Linked DNA regions of Hordeum vulgare: region 2 is linked to region 1. The links are chromatin contacts, called in public Hi-C maps. All regions are on one chromosome and are shown on one strand. The core of a region is the stretch at or near the end of the contact, and the rest is flanking DNA. Distances in the headings are between cores, read along the strand shown. Region 1 has its middle 59 kb from the start of LOC123447725. Region 2 has its middle 21 kb from the start of LOC123447729.

The links. Hi-C and Micro-C count contacts between places; a contact is called where the count stands out from the background.
Region 2: a contact with region 1 is called in a Hi-C map of an unstated tissue, with 4 times the contacts expected there. The contact joins two enhancer-like sites. A contact is called at or near these places in 3 of 6 Hi-C or Micro-C datasets (leaf, seedling and an unstated tissue).

Annotation. Positions count from the first base shown.
Region 1 is chr4H:32,292,549-32,295,248 of MorexV3_pseudomolecules_assembly, reverse strand. No RefSeq gene overlaps it. Among protein-coding and RNA genes, the nearest start is that of LOC123447725, 59 kb to the right of the region's middle. Within about 2 kb of position 1,273, at least 1 of the 3 cell types and tissues checked has open chromatin away from gene starts, as enhancers often do. A contact at or near this core is called in leaf, where this site is marked.
Region 2 is chr4H:32,338,084-32,340,783 of MorexV3_pseudomolecules_assembly, reverse strand. No RefSeq gene overlaps it. Among protein-coding and RNA genes, the nearest start is that of LOC123447729, 21 kb to the left of the region's middle. Within about 2 kb of position 1,318, at least 1 of the 3 cell types and tissues checked has open chromatin away from gene starts, as enhancers often do. A contact at or near this core is called in leaf, where this site is marked.

The DNA of each region.
Region 1 (2,700 bases), core at 24-2,523:
TTGCAAGAAGGGTCAAAACAAGCTTTGCTGAAACTCATCATGAAACGACATACCACCCAAGCTAAAGACGTTGCTGACGTGAACACGAGACTTGGACCGTCCCGATCTCGTCAACGTCATTTTCCAGCCGCCCGCTGATCGATGGCATCTATCCATAGGCTGCTGCAACGAAAACTTTGCCCGGCTTATCTCCTCGCCTTCCCACGAGTAATCAGTCTAGTCTAGTGTGTGTGTGAGTACATTCAACATACCAAGAGGTCCACATAAAATAATAAGTACAGCCATGCATCCACGTTTCAAGGGGGCTGCGTCCCATCAATAGTACTGTATTCCATAATTTGTTTATCGCTAGCCTACAATTAATACTTCCTCCTTTCGGTTTATAGGACTTGTCTCAAATTTTAGAGGGTGCTTGATACGATTTAGTCACATGACTAAAAGTAATGAGATTAAAACTTGCTAGCCTCACCCATGCTTGGATCTAAGTACTAAAGAGACTAAAATTAAGTTAATGAGCATTTATTATCCTTCAAACCCTCCAATTCAGAACTTGCATGAGGAGTTAAATGAGGAGAGAGAGAACTAATGCACATTTTAGTAGGGGTGCCCCTGACTAAAAGATTTTAGAGGGTGCTTGGATCCAAGAGACTAAAACTAGTCTGACTAAAACTAGTCTCTTTAAGAGGCTAAAGTTCCAAGCACCCCTGACTAAAGAGAGGCTAAAACTAATCTTGAGGCTAAAATCTTTTAGTCAAGGGTACCCTACTAAAATGTGCATTAGTCCTCTCTCTCCTCATTTAACTCCTTATGCAAGTTCTGGATTGGAGGGTTTGGAGGATAATAAATGCTCATTAACTTGATTTTAGTCTCTTTAGTACTTGGATCCAAGCATGGATGAGGCTAGCAAGTTTTAGTCTCATTACTTTTAGTCATGGGACTAAAACGTATCCAAGCACCCTCTTAGCCTCAAGACTAGTTTTAGCCTCTCTTTACTCAGAGGTGCTTGGAACTTTAGCCTCTTAAAAAGACTAGTTTTAGTCAGACTATTTTTAGTCTTTTGGATCCAATCACCCTCTTAGTTTTTCCGTTTTATAGGTCTGACCTGTGTTTACACACACGTACAGACCTGTGTTTACAAATAGCAAGCTACTTTAACTAGTCTGATCAACAAAGCATCAATGGAATCTCTTGAAGACGACGTACGCATAGCACACAGCATGTGCCACGGATTTGCAAGAAGGGTCAGAACAAGCTTTGCTGAAACTCATTATGAAACGACATACACTGACGTGAACACGAGACTTGGACCGGCCCGATGTCGTCAACGTCAAAGGGTCACGCTATTTTCCAGCCGCCCGCCGCCCAACGTCAAAGGCTGCTGCAACGAAAACTTTGCCCGGCTTATCTCCTCACCTTCCCACGAGTAGTCGGTCTAGTGTGTGTGTGAATACATTCAGCAGACCAAGAGGTTCCCATAAAATAATAAGTACAGGCATGTAACAACGTTTCGAGGGGGCTGCGTCGCATGAAAATTTCATAATTTATTTATCACTGTCTAAAATTAATGAAGCGAGGAGGACCGGTGAGGGGTGGTTGGAGGCTCCCTGCCGGCATGCCACGGCGGCCCTCGACTCCGCGGTGAGGCTCCATTCGATTTCACCCAGCTACGAGTTCTGGGTGACACGACTTCCGGTGAAAATCGGGTTGGTTTCGGTCATGGCGGACGATGACGGTGTCTAGGACGTCGTTCCCTTGTCGAAGCATCATTGTTGCACGTCATGGCACCCCACTCGGATGATGCTCTGGCACCCCACTCGGATAATGCTCAGGGGAAAACCCTAGATCTAGATTTATCGGATCGTACGATGGTGGCACCTTCGATGCCGTTGTCCCTCCGGGGGCTTCGTTTTGGAGCAAATGTTGTTCGGACGGGACAAGTGAAGGAGCGGTGTCGCATTCATCGCAAGGCCGGCGGCGGATCCCGGTGGCATGGCGCTGCTGAGGTTTGGCAACGGGCACGTGTGAGCGGATACGTGCATGATGGTGGAGTTGTCTGACGTCATGGTGACGTCGACGACGGGTCAGGCAAGGTCGATGAGTCAGTTCCTGCTTTGGAGATGGACAGGCGAAAGATGGCGGTGACATCCTTTGAGAGTGCGCCGGACTAGGTGGACCCAGTCTTGATGTGTGGCCGGGCTGGGGCATCCGGCTATAGATGTTAGGTTTTGGTGTGATATTCGTTTGGTGTTTGGTCCGGATATTTGGCACACCTTCATCAAAGGGACATGAGTAGCAACAAGTGTTGCCTAGATGGTGGATTGCGGCTGACTGATGTATTACTTTGTATGATCTTTGTAAATAATCAATAAAATTGTTGCATACATCGTCCAAATGCAGAGCCCAGGGGTTTATCCTCCTTTTCTAAAAAAAATACTCATTACCATTCTCGTCGACGGTGGCCTCAATGCTCGCACAATCACAAGCGTTTGAATGCTCGCAATCCTAAGTCATCTCTTTCTTACTATAAGATGAGAAATTTTATTTTTCTCACGTGAGGTTTTGGCGAGGTGTGCACGTGTGATTATTGATGATTTCTTTCATCTCTGGTCCTGATTTTGCTGAGGTTTTCATTTCCAATTCAAAAATCGGCAACAGTATGAAAGAAAGACAGATCATGTGTTATTGATTAAGCATGCATCC
Region 2 (2,700 bases), core at 69-2,568, 45 kb before region 1:
GCCAAAAAGCGCATGAGCTTTAATTATCATACATGATCGTTGCCACACACGTACATACCTGTGTTCACAAATAGCAAGTAGGAGTAAAATATTTAGACTACCAATAGCGGGGGAGTAACTTTGACAAGTAACTACTTATTATCCTTCAAAAATAAGAAGCAAGTAAACTACTTTAGCTTTATTAACTAGCACTTACTACAGGGAAGTGCCGTTTTGGCTCTTGGGAGCATATGCTCCTGAATGAATAACAAATTCAAAATAAGTAGTAAATGAATTTTTAAAATTTCTGTCTTTTTAGATGTTCATGTTAGTGAAACAAGTGTGATTGATAACTTTTATGCAAAACGAAATTTAAGCGTAACATTTGGAAGTACCATTTGTTGTCCGGCTTGTTTATTTTACAGGTCAAATTGCTTAAACATTTCTCCTAAAAATTTAGAGGTAGCATTTTGGTGCGATAATGAACCCATCTATTTTTTCCGACTTTTGCAAAATATATTTTGTGCGCACATGAACATATGCTCCCTAGAGCCAAATTGGATTTCCAAACATTCTACCCTCTAAAATCCCGCCATCTCTTACGGCGATGAGATTAGGATTTCTTGTGGTTGTGCATGATGGCAAGATTTGATATCAGTTACTTTAGATCTATTTAAGGGTTCAACTCCAACGACTGTGACTTCAGGGCGTTGGTCATTTGGGCAACGTGTACAAAAACTTTTCGGTTGCCATAGACAAGGTCAAGCTGTTTTTGCTAAGTGAGCTACGTCAGAGGCGCATTAGCAGCTCGTTCCGACGTTGATAATGATTACTCGGTGCTCTAGAGAGCTCGATGAGTTTTCATGAAGTTTGAGGTGCTTTGTACTCCCTTGGTCCAAAAATACATGTCATGAAAATGTATGTATCTAGATGTATTCTAGTTTTAGATACAATTATTTTTATCTGTTTGTACGACAAGTAATTCCGGACGAAGGAAATAATGTTTATGGTAGATCTGGATTTTCTTTAAAAAAATTCTATCGTGTTAGAAGAAGAAAAAAAACATCAAGCTTGGAAACGAGTTGGAGCATGCAAGAAGTTGCTATCCTGATGCACACACACAAGCATGCATGTACCACGGCTTTGCAGCGGCTACTTTAGGCGCGGAAGGGTCAAACAAGCTTGGTGAGACTCATGATGAAACAAGAGTCAACAGACCACCCGAGCGAGCTAAAGCCGTTGGGACGTGCCTGCTTGATGTCGACGTAAACACTAGACTTGGACCCGATCTCGTCAAGGGCAGCGCAATCGTTCAGCCGTCCGCCGATCCAATGTATGGCTGGTGTAAGGAGAACTTTTTATCTACTCGTTTCCCCACGAGTAGTGTCTGGTGCGTGTGTGCACAAGTACTCTCTTCGTTTTTATTTATTTTATTACATATTAGGTTTGTATAAAGTTAAACCTTAAATACTTTTAATAATATACACCATTAAATCAATATTATTGGATTCATCATAGCATATATTTTCACAACATATTTTTTTAAAATAAAGCAAAAGAATTGCCAGTTTTTATAAATTAAGAAGAAGATTTAGACAAGCAAAAATAAAAGAGTACTCTGACGACATAAGTGCACTCAGATATTTAGCTCCCGCCAACGCCCAGAGGCGGGCCTCCTCTTTGTGTTGCAAAAATAATTGTGGTCGGTGAAGCCGTGTTGCGAAAGACTCTTATTTTCACATCATATAATTTATACTGTAAATGTTTATATAGTTTCTACAAACTTGATCAAATTTTACAAAATTTGGTTTCAGTCAAAGCTAATACCTGAAGTAAATAGAAACGGAGCAAGTTTGTACTTTGGGAAATGGCGAGGAGATGGCTTTCGTCGCTAAAGCAATTGGTGAGACGATGACGTGGGCCTTCCTGAGATCCGTCCCAAGTCTCGTCATTACGTCATGCGGCATTTTGTTCCCAGCTTCTGTTGTTTCATCATGAGCTTCAGTATGTTTTTTGACCATTGATCATGCAAGTTAGCTTTGCAAGCTGGGACACGTTTTGTTTCAGCCGCCTCGCAACTTCTTGCATTGCATGCTAGTATAAATTTTCAAGAGATTCCTGATACTTAGTGCATGCATGCACACGTTAGGTTCGAGCTGAATTGTTAATCATTTACATTGGCATCTCGGAATGGAATCTCAGTCTTTCGGCCGATACAGTGCTAGATAACTGGCAATGCGCGTGCACATCTATTTCGGTACGTGCACATCTATTGCACTACTGCTGCCTTGCGCAAAAATGCATGAGAAAATATAGCACTTAAGGTTTTGACTACTTGCCAATTCTCCATCTCTGCACGTTTCCTTCGCCGCCTTTTCAAAAGCCATCGGATCTTTCATCGGTTAGAATGTGAATTTCTAGGGTATTCTCGAGGAAAAACAATGGCTAGAACTTCAATAATGTCAAATTTTGGAGTACATATTTCGTCTGATCCTACATTACATACCAATATAAATTAATCCACACAATTTGTAAATGTAGTTAAATACGACAAGAAAACTTAGAAGATCAATAGCATAAGAGTATTATTAGTGATCCGTTGGCTCATGAAACACTTTAACAACGCCTTATATGCAACCCAACGACTGCACGAAGTTACATGCATCCACCTCTGAAACAGCCTCCAAGACTTAAGTATTAGAGGCGGTTTCCCATTCAAAA